Regions from separate parts of the Mus musculus genome. Here all the other regions are linked to region 1. A link is a contact called in public HiChIP or PLAC-seq data. All regions are on one chromosome and are shown on one strand. Each heading gives the region's core, a stretch centred on a gene start, on an enhancer-like site or on the middle of the called end of the contact. The rest is flanking DNA. Distances are from core to core; before and after follow the strand shown. Region 1 overlaps Ssh2 (slingshot protein phosphatase 2). Region 2 holds the start of Slc6a4 (solute carrier family 6 (neurotransmitter transporter, serotonin), member 4). Region 3 holds the start of Coro6 (coronin 6). Region 4 overlaps Ssh2 (slingshot protein phosphatase 2). Region 5 overlaps Ssh2 (slingshot protein phosphatase 2).

Region 1 (2,887 bases), core at 100-2,599:
GCAACGATCTATTTGAGGAAGAAAGGATGGACAGTAACAAGAATGATTCAGGAAAAGAGGCCCAGACACAAACACTGAAGCCACAACTATGGGCATTTTAGAGCTCCTCTCTGGCTCCTGAAACTGTGTCTTTGGAATTACCCTTTTGCAGTGGAAACTTTTAGTTTCATTGGAAAGTCAATTTTGTCACATGATGTTTTGCTGGGGCACACAGGTGAAAGAAAGGATGTCTTACTAAAGCAGACACAGGAAAAAATGTTTCCTGAAGCAGACTCAGGTGAAAGGATGTTTGGATATAGCAAACACGTAAAAGGACACTTGATGAAGGAGTATAAATATGACCCCACAGACAGTGGGAGATGAGCACTGAACATTGATTTAGTTTGCTCTGCCTTCCTATTCTTCGTTAAAGACACGCATGTATTGGTTCTCCTTACATAGCGTTGTTGAGCTCAACTTGTGGTAAGGATACCATTGAGAGAAACTTGCCACAGAATTGCTCATGAGATTCCTGCGGCAGCTTGCTGCTTCCTCAGCTTTGCCTCAGGCCAGTTGGCTAGCCTTGCAGTTTCCTCAGGATTGAACTACAGTTGCTGGTTCATGCCTGGTGTCTGTTTGCTGAAAAGACTGGACTATAGCTGCTGAGTTGTATTTGGTGTTTGCTAAGGGACTGAACTGCCAAAGAAGACTGAGCTCGGCCCCCAACCCCAAAGAACTACTGCTGAACAGGTCCACTCCCCCCCCATCCTAATAACTTTTCTCTTCTACTATGTCTGCTGGGTGGTGGGCTAAAGGAGAGGTTGAACCCTATTAAAAGTAGGTTGTGCCGGGCGTGGTGGTGGCACATGCCTTTAATCCCAGCCCTTGGGAGGCAGAGGCAGAGGCAGGAGGATTTCTGAGTTTGAGGCCAGCCTGGTCTACAGAGTGAGTTCCAGGACAGCCAGGGCTACACAGAGAAACCCTGTCTCAAAAAACCAAAAAACCAAAAAAAAAAAAAAAAAAAAAAAAAAAAAAAGTAGGTTGCAAAAAATGTATGTCTACACCCTTTATTCCTTACTGCATCCTCACCTCTTCTTTCCTAATGAACTCTTCCCCTCAGCAGAAAAATAGAAAAATATTCTGAAGATACTTCTAAATAAGCCAGAAATTTTCTCTCTCCTAAACTCTCCTCTAATTTCTTTCATCTCTTTTCTTTTGAGAAAAAAAGGGGCTCTTTCCTAGCTCTTTCTTCAGCACTAACTTCTAATTCTGTGACTGTGACCACCTATGTCACAGTATCAGCACACAAGCAGACAGTGTCCTAACTCCTATGTCACTTGCCTTCTACCCTTGCTTCCCCTGACCTCCCCAGGAGATCTGAGTTAACAGTGACCACTTCCTTCCTCTTTTGTTTAAAGTCTGTGGTGCCACACTCATCTGGAATGACAGCAGAATTCACACAAAAAGTGGGGGGTCATATACTCTAATGGATATCCCAAAATTAATATGCTGAAACTTATTCACCACTGAATGGTACGGTATTAAGATGTAAAACATCAGGAAGTTATTAAGTTATAAAGATAAAACCTTCACAAATAGAATGGCTTATATAAAAAAGGTACTTATATATTCTTTATCCCTTTTGTCCCTCCACTATGACAAAGTGACAAAAACACAGTCTTTGTCACTTCTACTGTGTGGCAATAACCCAAATCTATTGGGACCTTGTGTAGACTTCTCAGAGTCAAAAACTGTAAGAAATAAATGTCTGTTATATATACATGACCTAGTCTGAGATCTTTTGTTAGAGTATCAGAAATGGAGTAAGAAAATATTCTTGCCCATATGGAGCACACACTGTACTCGAGAACAAGGCAGAAGGATCTGGAGACTGAGGTCAGCCTGGGCCACACAGAAAGACAGAGTTCCCTTCCCCACAACAAGCACTCATGATTAAATAGGTTTGGTATTAAAGTTAAGCAAGTTAATTACTATAAAGCTTTTCAGATCTTTTAAAAATTTATTTATTATTTGTGTGTATGTGTACGTCTGCCAGAGTTTATCTATCCCACATAAAGGTAGGTGCCCCAAGGCAAGAGGGCTTCAGATTCCCCGGAATGAAAGCTACAGGAAGTGTGAGCTGCCTGATGTGGGTTCTAATAGAACCTCAGTCCTCTAAAAGCACTGCAAGAGCCATATCTCCAGACCCCAATTTTTTTCTTTTTATTAATCATTTTATTTGTTTACATTTCAAATGCTATCTCCCTTCCCAGTCTCCCCTCCACCTCATACTCCTCCCCTTTGCCTCTAAGAGGGTGCTCCCCCATCCACCCACTCACTCTTACCTCACCCCCATAGGATCCCCCTTCTCTGGGACATCAAGCCTCCACAGGACCAAATGCCTCCTCTCCCACTGGTGCCAGATGAGGCAGTCCTCTGCTACATATGAAGTGGGAGCCACGGACTGGCCCATGTATCCTCTTGTTTGGTGGTTTAGTCACTGGGAGCTCGGAGGGGTCTGGTTAATTGTTTGCATATAAATCTGTGCATACATGCCTAGTGCCCACTCAGGTTGAAAGTGGCACTGGATCCCATGGAGCTGGAGTTATGGATAGTTATGAGTTGCCATGTAGGTGCTGGGAATCAGACCTTTAATATACTAATGTACACTTGAGTCTACAAGATAGGATTCTACAGTGATTTCCCAAATGTCTCACACAATAAAACTTCTCCATTTGAAAGAACTATTTTATATTATAAATGAGCCAGTGGATACCTCCCTTGGCGTTCTTAGTTTTTATTTGTTTTTAGATTTATTTTAGTCATACAAGTGCTTTGCCTTTATGTTTGTCTGTGAACCACATGCATATGTGGTACCTAAGAAGTGATGAGCTTCCACGTAGGTAGT
Region 2 (2,887 bases), core at 133-2,632, 240 kb after region 1:
ATACCCAAATGAACAAGCTGCTTGGGGGTGGTCGGCTTTGTTTTGCTTTGGAAATGGGTCTTGTGTAAGCTAGCCTTGACTTAGCTAAGAAGCTGAAGACAACCTTGAACGCCTGAACAGTACAAGTATGCCTTAGCACACAGGGCAGAGTCAGTCTTTCTTTCTCTCTTCTTACCATGCAAAGTCTCTACAAGGCTCCAACCCAGGAGATTTCAGAGATTAACTGCCAGGCTAGGTCCCTACTTTTCATGTAGCTTAGTGGTACGATGTCTGCTCCGGGTACAAAAGACCCTGGATTCAAGCCTCACAGCTGCCCAAAACAAGTAAGATATTGCCTGCACTGCAGAAGAACCCGCCCATCAGCCTTTTCTGGAGCAGTACCTCTCGCTGGGGACCAGGGTGGGAGAAGGAAGCTATCCACAGCTCCACGAAAAAGTGAAGGGCCATAGTCAGAGCTGTTTCCCCCTCCATGTCCATCCAACAGCCTCCAACGCTGTCTTGGCTCTCTATTACTTTTAAACAAACCCCAGTGTTGTTGTTTTCTCAGACATGTTTCCCATGTAACTGAAAACACATTAAATATTTGATTTCTCCCCTTACTACGATGAGAGCTAGCAGGTCCATAAATAATCCATTGACCTGGTTCATTTTTTCTGGACAAAAAAAAATGATCATAAAAATACATACACACCCTTCAAATTCTTGAGCACTCTTAACTAAAAAGAATAATTCAATATGCAACACACACACAAACGCGAAAAAAAAAAAATCTCGGGCCACCAACCAGCCTTTTAGAAACACCCCCGCCTCCAGCAACTGTTGGTTACACACTTTAGTATAGCACAGCCCACTGGTACTTCCATAAATTCTGAATGGCCTGTGAGCTGTCTGAGTCGGCTCGCGCTCCGCAGTGAGACCATTCGAGCGCACAGAGAGAGGCTTGACCCTCTTAAGTGTCTCTCAAAGGTTTCTCTGGTTATTTGGGCATTTGTGTCTGCCAGCGTCTTTGCATAAAGCCACCTACCAGCCCTTGTCTCAAAAGTAAAGCCCAAGCACGGAATCACGGCTGGAAACTACAGCAACTTTTGCCAAAAAGCGAGGCTGCGCTGGGCCAGCTCTGGGTCTCCAGGGTTTCCATCGGGTCCCTCGAAAGGACCCTGCGCGGTGCAGACAAAGGCACCCGAAATCCAGGCAGTCAAGCGCGGGGACCGAGGGCTTCTAGAAAGAAGCGTGGGTTAGAGACAAAAAAGAAAAGAAAAAAAAGAGAGAAAAAAAGAATAAGAAGAAAGGGAAAGCGACCCACCTGCGGGAGGCGCGGCGGCGGGTCCCGGGCTGCGGAGGCGGCTCGACCCTCGCGCCCTCGAGGCACCGGCGCGGCCGCTGGAGTGGCGCCGCCCGCCGCGCTATTTGTACTTGCGGCCCCTCACATGGTCTGATCTCTAGATAGCCGCCGCCAAAGAGCTCCGCAAGAATTTTTGCGTCACTTTGAGACCGAAGAACTTTGTTTCTCTGCTACCGCAGCTGGAGGGGGGGGGGGGAGGGGCGGGGTCCACGCTCCCTGTCCGGTGGGAGGGCGGCAGAGCCCCCCACTCATTCCTGCACATACAGCAGCCAGGGCGCAGGGCCGGGCAGGGCAGGGCAGGGCGAAGGATCTGACTCTTCTGCTTTTGGACTAGTGTGGCTGGAGGATGCTGTACAAAACGAGGTTCACTTCTGCCCTTACCAAATCTGCCCTAAATTACGTTAAGGTCCTGCTCCGTGTCACTCCCTAAGAGCATTCTTTCTTGACCACAGCCGATTGCGGACCGTCTTTCCAAGGACTCCTGACTTTGTCTGGGTTCTCTAGGTGGAATGCGAGCTTAGTCGGGAACCTCCCCATCCCGATAGCAGCCTACAATAAGCACCCCCGGGAGGATCTGAGAGTGCTACTTAGCCACAGGAGGAAAATTTTGCAGAGAACATCGGTGTTGGTCCGCGGACCCGCCTGTGCCTGTGGGGTTGGGCACTGGACAAACTACCAGCCTTTCAAGCCGCTCAGTATTTCGACAGGAGCACTGTTTTCAAGTCTATATAGATTGTTTTGTTCACACACACACACACACACGCACACGCACACGCACACACACACACAGCTTAAAAATGAATTTAATGTTATCACATTCTTTTTTTCACCAAAATTACGGGAGCTTTTTTTTTTTTTTTTTTAAAGAGCAGATATGTTACTTATTTTGGACTGTGTCTGAGGCAGAGAAGTCAGGACCCGGGCCGGCCAGCCTGTCTCTTCTCATCCGGCCAAGCGAGTGAGGGAGAGCTAGAAAAGAGGTAGTAATGGCGAGTTCGGTGTCTGCGAGAAAGCCCCGGCGCCCCTTTGTTCCAGAGGGGCTCGAGCCCAGACATCAGAAGCCGCAGCTGGGCTGCGCTGGCACCAGGAAGGGCTGGTTGGTTCACTGTCCGCAGGTGTGGGCGGTTCCCGGCCGCAGGGATCACCAGTACGAGGCTTTGGTGCCACCTAGGCTCCAGGGCCGGGAATGCAAGGAGCGGCCCTAGCGATGTGGGGGAGCGGACTGGCTGGGGGAGCTGACCTTAGGCAGGCCTGGCCATTCCATGACCCGGAGAACCCCAGGGTCCCAGGGTCCTCACTGGGCCCCTCCCTTTCAATGAACACACGTGTCTGCTGTCTCCCTTCCGTGCCTGTAACTCCTGTGCAGACACAAGGCTGCCCAAGAACAAGTTTGTTCTGAGGAGGGGTCCAGGCAGACAGAGGAGCAGGGCGGACTTGAGCATCAGCTAAGACTCCCGTCTCCAATCTGACCGTCCCCATGCGGATTCAGTCTTACCGGCTCACTGCCGACCTTCCCAGGGCCTTGCTCCTCCTGCCCGGTTGCCT
Region 3 (2,887 bases), core at 208-2,707, 220 kb before region 1:
GCCTTTGTATTAGGAAGTCTGATTCAGAGAGACAGGCTGACCTAACAAAGTACCCACAGCAGGACACGGAACCCAGACTCAAGTTAAGGTCTCATTATGTTGATTAGCCTAGGCTGATCTTGCCTCGGTCTTCCCAGTGCTGGGCTCATGGGCGTGAACCCACATGCCCTGTGAGGAGGATGTGCTTGAACCTGTCCCCCAAGTTGGAGGACCTTTGGCAAGCCCCTGGAGAGAGAGGTCTGAGTGAGTGACTCTGACGGCAGTGGCTTAGCCCCTGGGGCAGACCTCTCCCTTGGTTTCACCTTGGAGTCATAGGCAGCACGCAGTCTTGGTGCTGAGTGTCCCTTACCAGGGGCTGGCACTCGTCTTTCTTTTTGTCTTCATGAGTAAGTTGTGGGAGCTCTGAAGACTCTGCAGGGGTTGGCATTGGCCCAAAGCACATAGTCTGGGAGAGAGGGTGACTAAATGCCATTGACATGGCAGTCACACTGGGGGAGGAGGTGGCTCGGGCTGAAATGTGAGCCCTTGGGATGCTGTCTCTGGATGGTGTCTGCATTGTCCAGCGTGAGTCATAGGCTATTGTCAGGCCTGTCCTGACCCCACCACTTGTGAGGTCTTCTTTAGCAAGGTATAGGGCTCAGTATCTAGGTCAAGGTTATGCTTTGGGGTATCTCTCCTGGGGTACAGATGGCTACGTGTCTGCAAAGGTGGCAGTCAGTGCCTGGCCCTTTCCCTCATGTGCAGGGGAGGGAAGGCTCTGACTATTGTAACTTCTCTTTTTAGTTTCATCCCACTCCCAGGATCAGAGTCTGAACACCTCTCTCTCTCTCTCTCTCTCTCTCTCTCTCTCTCTCTCTCTCTCTCTCTCTCTCTGTATCTCTGTCTCTCTCTGTTTCTGTGTGTGTCTGTGTGTCTCTCTCCATCTCTCTGACTCTGCCTTTCTCTGACACTAGGTAAAGATAAGGTTAGAGTCTGACTGGACCTTGGTCTGCTGTATCCCAACCATCTCCATCACTAACACCCATCTTGGTTTCTGCTAGGAACACAGTGCTCTGTGGCCTAGAGATCGGGCGCACAGGTCACGCTGATGTTGCTGTTCTCCACCATTCTTTGTGGGTTTGGCAAAGACAGAGTACCCAGTCCACACAGACTGCCCTTCTGGAGGCCTGGACTTCAGTGAGAAAAGGCTAGTGTGGGATATATCCCAGAGACCCTAGCCAGTGCCCTCCCAATTGCTTTCTTCCCCTCACCCCTCACCTTGGCCAGAGGCAGGACAATGAAGGCACCTCCACCTCCAGCCTCCACAATAATGGCTAGAAATTTGGGGTTGACGGCACAGAAGGCGCTGTCCCATGTGACCTTGGATACCCGGATGTCCTCATAGGCCTGGTCAGCCTTTGCTGCCTGACCAAACACGTGGCGGAACTTGCTCTGCCGAACAACACGCCGGCTCATGGCTGGGGCAAAGATAGGGAGTATCAGAGTCTAGAGGCACGTTGGTCCTTAATCCTGCGAGCTGTGGAAGGGAGGAGTGAGTGAGTAGGATTATCTGGCCAGGATCTTCAAAGTGACCAAAGTTGGAGGCTGGTTTTTGACATCTGTCTCATGTTGTTTAATATGAGGGACAAGGATGGGGAATCTCACCGCTTCTTAGACACACAGGCTAGCCGGGATAGCAGAGGCTGACACAGGGCTGAAACTTCCTCCAAGACCTAATGTTTTGAGGAGGAATATCAGGGGGTCCCCTCATGCTGCTAGTCATGTATGAGACCTCTTTGCAAGTGTTTGTCTCTCTGAAAGGCTCCCCACCCAACACCTTCTCTTTTAGTCAGTGGACCGTAGCTCAAGGCTAGGTAGGACTGCAGCCCTCAAGATCCCATATTCACATCGCTGAGTTCAAGCCGGTGTGTCTTTTTCTACAGCTTGGCCAAGAGAAGAGGTCCTTTTGTTAGCCCTGCTTCCTACTCTTTTTAAAAGATTCCTCCGGTGGTGTGGGGTATGTGGGAGTAGGGCGATCTTCCTTCTGTCTATTTCCCCATGCACTGATTTCTCCGGATGGGGTGGGGTGGGGGAGTCCTGGCTATGGTCATCTGACACAAATATCATACTTTGGTCCAGCCTCTTGGGTGCGATGCCTGGGCTGGCTAGTCCGTTCTCTTGAGGGTGGGGGCCCTCGACCCCACCTGCAAGGACCAGATGTGCAACCAGGGAGGAGGTGAGGTCCTCTTTCTGGTTCTACGACTTCGGCTTCTGGAGCTAGGAGCTTAGCAATGCTTGCTACTTTTCCCAAGGGGACACAGCAGGTTCTCCCAAAGGCCAACTGCTTCCTGCCCCTCCCCTGCCCGGGCATCCTTGTGCCCTTCAAACCACTTCTGTAGCCCCAGGCCTGAAGGCCGGCCTACTCGCCCCCTCCTCCAGCCTCCTGCCCCGGCAGTGCGTTCCTGTGAGACTAGGTGTCTCCTCGCCAGCCGCTGTCCGGCCAAATATAGACACCAAGTCCGCCCTGACGAACTGAATTTAGCGGCGGGGGGGGGGGGGGGCGCAGACCTCTGCCCCCTCCAGAGACCCCGCCCGCGCCGTTGGCTGCGGTGGCGGAGGCAGGGAGGGGGGTACCTGGTCCTAAGCCGGGCGGGGGTGCTCACGCTGCGACTCCTCTGCGGAGCGGGCCGGGGTATGCGAAGGGCCGAGGAGGCGGCGTCCGTGCGTCCGGGCCAGGGTGTTCCGGCCGCTGCCTGCGGCTCTCGGCTGCGGGCTCCGCTGCAGTCCCAGCTGCTGCTGCCATCAACCTGAGGGGGCGGGGCCGGACGGGGGCAGGGCCAGGCCAGAGCGGCTACGCCCTGTCCAGCGCGCGAAAGTCCGGCGGGCGTCTCAACTCCGCTGTAAAAAG
Region 4 (2,887 bases), core at 172-2,671, 200 kb before region 1:
CAAGAGGAAGAGTAAACCAGCCTTTTCTAAGCTACCAATGATATTTTGAGAGATGTAAGAAGTTCTTTGCATTTCTGACATATTGCTGTGGCCCTCATGCTCTCACTAAGACTGTAATCAACTGAGATGTTACTATAGAAATAGGTTACTCAGAGGTCACTGCACCAAGAAGCTCCCTCCAACAGACAACAGCTGGCACAACCAGCCAAGTACCCAGCGCTGCTCTGTGTAACTACAGTTAGAGGATGCTGGGATCACAACTCTTACTCTCTGAGAGCCACCATGTGTTTCCTATGATGTGAAAACAAGATCCAGAAAAAAATACTATTAAGGAACAACCAAACTTTGGAAGTTGTCTCTGTCTAACTGCCTTTCAGAGAGTTCCCCCTTCCTCTGTAGACCACTCCACACAGGTGACACCAGTGAAATGGAGGGACAGTGAGGCTTAGTTGGATTTGGTTCTAGAACATTCTTTATGAGCAGTCCTGGCGGTCAAAAGTGGCCTAAATGATATCCCTAACCTGGACATCACAACACAAGAGATTCCAGAGATACTTTTCATGCCATTTTTCTGGGGAGTTGGTATGACTGTGATGGTTGGAGGCAGGTTAATGTCAGTGGAGAAGGAAAAAAAGAACATATATGAATGTATGCTTTTTTGGTAATCATGGAGAGAAGAAATGATGAGAAACAACCTTTAACACATAGTGGTATATATATATAAAGAATGACTTAAACACTTGGGAGATGAGGCAGGAGGCTTAGGTGCTTTGACTACATAGTAGGTTCAAGGCTAGCTTAGGGTATGTGATAGCCTGTCTTTAAAAAAACCAAAATGTGTTATTTTATGAAAAAAAAAAAAAACCCAAGAAACCAAAAACAAAACAGTAAACAGAGATCTACAGACAGGGTCTCTCTATGTGGTCCTTTCTGTCCTAGAGTTTGATATGTATACCAGGCTGGCCTTGAACCTACAGAGAACTGCATGTATCCAAGTGCTGGAGTTAAAGGCACTGCATATTGCCTTCTCTAACTCTAAACTTCATATTGATGTTTTAATTTTACAGATGGGGGTCAAGTGGGGACTAGAAACACCAAGTAACTTCTGAAGGTTGCAGCATACGGGTGAACTAGGAACAGAAACCAGATCTAATGATGCAAATTCTGTGTTTTTTCCTGTCTGGAGTTTGCCCTCCCTTTATGAATCAGGCTCAGGAAGTCGGGATGGAACAGAAAAGGAAAGGAAAAGGAAAGAGGAAGTGTGATATTCTGGTTTATGCTGCCCTTCATATCCTCATTTAAATTTTTTTCCTGAGATTCCTTTAACATCTAAGAAAAACCACATATTGGGGGAGGTATACTGGGGAAGGGAAACCAACCCAACAGCTTGCAGTAGCCTGGGGCTCCAGAATAAATACTGAAGTTGGCAGGACACGTAGCGTCCTTCCTCTCAGGAGGTCACATGAGGACATTGCCTAACATCCGTTATGTGTGTGTCTGGGAACATGTAATATTTATGTTCTCCTCAAATGCTTAGGTACCTTTTCCTTGTGCCAAAAAGAACCCCCGTGCCCTATCCTCTGATTTAATGTGAAAGTATCATCAGAGTTGGTGCTAGAGACCTGGAACTTCTGTGAAACAGAGGATTGGGTATTTCCCAGCTTCTCAAGACAGAGGCTCAGATGAAATCATTCCAAATGCTGAGTAAATGGGAGGGAGGGCTGTTAGTGGAAACCATAATGCTATGCTGTGGTCACATTTTCACAATTCTTTGGGGCTGGAGGGTGGCCCCTCTGCGTGGATAGGCTGGAAGGCTATTTAACATTTTGTTCTGTGGAAACATAGCCCAGATTTGAGAGTCAAGATCAAGTCATGAGACTTGCTGGAGTCAAACCCTGGCACCAGCTGCAACTGCTTTTAGACAGCTGTGCTATTGCTCTAAAAACACAGCCTAGAACTGTTCACAGGGAAGCAAACCAAGTCTATCAAGCCAGAGGATTTCAGCCTGTGACAGCTCAAGAAGTTGATTCTCAAGTCATTTACCATATGATGCAAGAGTAGCTGAAGGAGATTTTTTAACTCTGAAAGGTAATGGAATGAGAGGCAAAGAAAGCCACTCACAACCCACCTGGCCAGCAAGATCCCTTGGTATTCTTCCAGTTGTCTCATGAAGCTGGGGTTAGGCTTGGTCACCGTTCGTCTTTCCTTCACATAGTCATAGGCTCGATCCAGATTCCATCCATACTCCTTCATTGCATAGGCAATCACAGTGGAGGCTGAGCGACTCACCCCCATTTTGCAGTGCACAAGACATTTAGATCCATGTTTCCTAGTTGGGAAAGTGAAGTGAAAAAGGACGCTGATAGTACAGTGTAAGAGCTGGGGTTCAGGTTCCTGTATTGCCCTCCCATTCCTTTTTTTTTTTTTTTTTTTTTTTTGCTATGCAATGTTCTCATCTTGGTACATCCATGTGCCTCTATGATCAAATATGAGGATTAAGTAGGCAGCTTTAACTGTACTCTTAAATAATATTTGTCTGTCTGTTTTTTGAGACAAGATTAATCTTAGTAGCCCTGGCTGTCCCGGAATGAACAAACCCTGTAGACCAGTCTGGCCTTGAACCCATACATTCACCTGCCTCTTCCTCCCCAGTGCTAGGATTAAAGGTGTGGCGCCACCACTGCTGAACTCTCTTTTTTTCACTTTTAATATTAAGCCTATTAATCCACTCAGTAAAGATTTATCAAGTATTTACCATATATAAGTTAATGTACTAGGTGCTAGACACAAACTTAAGTTAACACACAACTTCTATACTAAAGGGTAGGCGGGAATTAGAGAAACAGACAATTAAAATTCAATGTTGTAGCACACTGAACGTCCCAGT
Region 5 (2,887 bases), core at 163-2,662, 130 kb before region 1:
GTTCAAGCCCAACCTGATCTACACATCAAGTCAACTAGGGCTACATAGTGAGACCCTGTCTCATGAAGAAAAACAAGATGTGGTACACCCCCCACTCTCATGCTCCTTAAACAAGTAAGGAATAATATAAAACACAGGCACGAATTTACTCATTATTAAACAGAAAACAAATGTGAGAAGCATGGATAGCTCTAGTTAGACAGACAGCCAAATTACAGGCGAAACAGGACTAGTCAGGTATGGGACAGTTAATCACAAGAAAAGCCAAGAATAAAAATTTAGACTTAAAAAAATGTAAAAAAAAAAAATCAATTGTACCAAACATTGGACTCCACAGCCACATTTGCACAGATACCATTTATTTGCTTTGATTGTATGTGCCCACCACCTCCTTATCCACTTTCCTTGCTGCTGCATCCCCTTTCTTTCTCCACCATCTACTGCCTAAGTTATAGATATATGGATACAATTTATTCTTATTTTATTGTTTAAAATATGGCTATCCTGGGATGGGCATAGTAATGTGTCTTCAAAAGGTAATGTAATTTAATAGCAGTTTTAAATGTTAAGAAGTTTAACAATTCTATACATAATATATATATTTTTTCTGAGTTAGGGTTTCTTTGTGTAGCCCTGGCTGTTCTGGAACTCACTCTGTAAACCAGGCTGGCCTCAAACTGAAAGATCCATCTGCCTCTGCCTCCCAAGTGCTGGGATTAAAAGCATGCACCACCACCACACAGCCAGTATCTTATTTTTAAAACTAAAAGTTGTTGGTGGGATGCAGAGATAGCTCAGTGACTAAGAGCACTTACTCTTCCAGAGGACATGATTTCAATTCTCATCACCTATGTCAGGCAACTTACAATTGCGTGTAACTTTAGCTCCAGGATAGTCTACTTTCTTCTGGACTCTGAGGGTACCTGTACACATGCACACATACTCACATACTCACACACATACACATACACATACACATAATTAAACAACAACAAAAATATTTTAAAAATAAGCAAGGCCTTACTGACAAGAGTGCTGATAAGATACAATGTCCTTTTGTTAACTCACAACCCTAAACCAAATGATAACACCAGAACCAGGGAAAAACAGGGAAGTGGCTGTATGACGAAATATCTGAACTTCTGCTTAAGAAAAACTAGGTTAAAAAAAATAAACCTATGCGTATTAAAAATTGGGAAGAACAGACATGGTTGTCAGGCAGGCTGTGTTTTTTTTCCCCCTCTTTTTATAAAGGAAATTAAAGTTTTAATGTGTTTTCAGTTTTTAAAGAAGGAAAAAGAGAAGGCGAGAGGAAGGAAGGAAGGAAACTAAGCAGGGCTCTGAAGGAACCGGCCCCGTGGGAACAGTGAAGCACACAAACACATGGTTTGCGTAAGCGACATTTTAGAGACATCTGCCTTTGTGCAAGACTTGAAAAGTGGAGCTGTGGTCAACAAGTTTTTCTCTGCAGTGAGGGGTGGGGCTCGAGGGAAAGTGAGCTGTGAAGAAACCAACAATTACTACCCTCAGGGCAGAAAAATGCAAAGTTTTTAGGTTAATGCCTGTGTTTATTGCCTATCTCTGTCCAAGATGCCTTCCATCAGCATGTCTACTAGTCAAACAAGGAAGAACTAAAGCTGCCCTTGTCTTTTTCTTTTAAAATTTGTATTTTTATGTTTATAATTATTTTATATGCATGCATGCATGCATGTGTACTGCATATGTGCCTCAGGCTTGACACAAAGCAAAAGAAGCTGTCAGATCCTCTGGAACTAAAGTTACAGATGGCTGTGAGCTGCCATATTGGTGCTGAGAATTGAACCCAGGACTTCTACAAGATCAGCCAGTGCTCCTAACTGGCTAAATCATCTCTCTAGCCCCTGGCCATGTGTTTTTATTTAAGTGACTGAGGCTCTTTGCCAACAATACCATTTAACTCTTAGGTAGAGCAACCCCACCCCTGTGGGAGAATAGATGGGGCAGAACTTACTGTTTAAATTTGCCTGTCACCTCCCTACTTGTTCTCACTTATATAGCTTATTATATGCAGAAAAACTCAGATAGAAAATGAAGATAATACAACTGTTGATCTGCTCTACTGCCTTGTGTTTTATGTGTGTTCAATTTCATTTGTTTAGTTTGATGAATATTTTAGGTCTATACTGTTTTCTTTTGCATAAAGATACTATAGGAAGGTTATCATATTGCTTCATAGTGTGCCTGGGGTAATGCATATATAGTTAAAAAAACATGGTTTGAAAACAGTAAGAGGGATGCCAAAGACTGAGGTACACTTTAAAATCTCCTTCAACTCAAAACACTTTCAACTGACTTGCAAAGTCCTCCGTTGTGCTCTTTCTTGAACTTCCTTTTCTGAGAAGCTGGGTGTGTTATACGGGTTACTGCCCTACATCTGTCTTCTGGGCAAGCTGACTACAAAAGACTTAGAAATCTCTTGTTCAGATTCCGGAACCTTCCACAGGCCTTACAGATCATCACTTTTTCACTTCTGTGACAAAGGAATGCCATATATAGGTTTGTCTAAATGTGCTAGGTTAAAATGAAACAGCTAACCTATCACCCTGTTACTTCCACATAGTTCAAAACCACACTTTCCTACTAGTGAAACTATCAAGTAGAGCAGAAAACTACATCAGGGAAACCAAAGATAATCAACTATATAGAGCCCTTAGGTCTAACACAACACATTAAAAGGAAGGCAGGAAAGGGCTAATCTTTCTGTAGTTATATAATCTAGCAGTAGCCTTGAAGTGTGGTTGTCAGGACCTATCCCAAAGATCCGAAATCAGCAAAATACACGACAGTGTTTTTGAGACTGGGGTCTCAGTATGTAGTTTTGGCCTGGAACTCACTATATAGACCAAGC

The links. HiChIP or PLAC-seq counts read pairs in DNA pulled down with a chosen protein or histone mark.
Region 2: a contact with region 1 is called in an H3K4me3 HiChIP or PLAC-seq map of bone marrow-derived macrophages, with 2.5 times the contacts expected there. The contact joins the promoter of Slc6a4 here to the enhancer-like site in region 1. A contact is called at or near these places in 1 of 39 promoter capture datasets (neutrophils), 1 of 115 datasets of contacts at active chromatin or transcription factors (bone marrow-derived macrophages) and 1 of 9 other capture datasets (pancreatic islet).
Region 3: an H3K4me3 HiChIP or PLAC-seq map of the 230-238 cell line shows a contact between it and region 1, with 15 read pairs. The contact joins the promoter of Coro6 here to the enhancer-like site in region 1. A contact is called at or near these places in 1 of 484 Hi-C or Micro-C datasets (bone marrow-derived macrophages), 4 of 115 datasets of contacts at active chromatin or transcription factors (the 230-238 cell line, bone marrow-derived macrophages, embryonic forebrain and 1 more) and 3 of 9 other capture datasets (adipose tissue, embryonic stem cells and liver).
Region 4: an H3K4me3 HiChIP or PLAC-seq map of bone marrow-derived macrophages shows a contact between it and region 1, with 4 times the contacts expected there. The contact joins two enhancer-like sites. A contact is called at or near these places in 1 of 484 Hi-C or Micro-C datasets (bone marrow-derived macrophages), 5 of 115 datasets of contacts at active chromatin or transcription factors (the 230-238 cell line, the HPC-7 cell line, bone marrow-derived macrophages and 1 more) and 1 of 9 other capture datasets (embryonic stem cells).
Region 5: a contact with region 1 is called in an H3K27ac HiChIP or PLAC-seq map of the HPC-7 cell line, with 5 times the contacts expected there. The contact joins two enhancer-like sites. A contact is called at or near these places in 1 of 15 datasets of contacts at CTCF or cohesin (the NIH/3T3 cell line), 1 of 484 Hi-C or Micro-C datasets (nephron progenitors) and 3 of 115 datasets of contacts at active chromatin or transcription factors (the 230-238 cell line, the HPC-7 cell line and bone marrow-derived macrophages).

Annotation. Positions count from the first base shown.
Region 1 is chr11:77,238,328-77,241,214 of GRCm38.p6, reverse strand. The region is part of intron 1 of Ssh2 (slingshot protein phosphatase 2); the gene reads right to left. Among named protein-coding and RNA genes, the nearest start is that of Gm24989, 5.2 kb to the left of the region's middle. Within about 2 kb of position 1,349, at least 71 of the 459 cell types and tissues checked have an H3K27ac peak or open chromatin away from gene starts, as enhancers often do. A contact at or near this core is called in the 230-238 cell line, the HPC-7 cell line, bone marrow-derived macrophages and 1 more, where this site is marked.
Region 2 is chr11:76,997,092-76,999,978 of GRCm38.p6, reverse strand. Slc6a4 (solute carrier family 6 (neurotransmitter transporter, serotonin), member 4) reads right to left here and starts at 1,382. Exons shown (of 14, transcript NM_010484.2): 1 at 1,304-1,382. RefSeq lists cis regulatory regions at 1,476-1,483, 1,677-1,910, 1,460-1,910, 2,388-2,887 and promoters at 1,332-1,676, 1,332-1,910, 1,332-2,887.
Region 3 is chr11:77,462,481-77,465,367 of GRCm38.p6, reverse strand. It overlaps Coro6 (coronin 6), which reads right to left and starts at 1,457. Exons shown (of 10, transcript NM_139128.2): 1 at 1,258-1,457. The coding sequence starts at 1,455.
Region 4 is chr11:77,441,300-77,444,186 of GRCm38.p6, reverse strand. Ssh2 (slingshot protein phosphatase 2) reads right to left here. Exons shown (of 15, transcript NM_177710.4): 13 at 2,129-2,329. Among named protein-coding and RNA genes, the nearest start is that of Coro6, 21 kb to the left of the region's middle. Within about 2 kb of position 1,421, at least 132 of the 459 cell types and tissues checked have an H3K27ac peak or open chromatin away from gene starts, as enhancers often do. A contact at or near this core is called in bone marrow-derived macrophages, where this site is marked.
Region 5 is chr11:77,370,941-77,373,827 of GRCm38.p6, reverse strand. The region is part of intron 2 of Ssh2 (slingshot protein phosphatase 2); the gene reads right to left. Among named protein-coding and RNA genes, the nearest start is that of Coro6, 92 kb to the left of the region's middle. Within about 2 kb of position 1,412, at least 135 of the 459 cell types and tissues checked have an H3K27ac peak or open chromatin away from gene starts, as enhancers often do. A contact at or near this core is called in the 230-238 cell line, the HPC-7 cell line and bone marrow-derived macrophages, where this site is marked.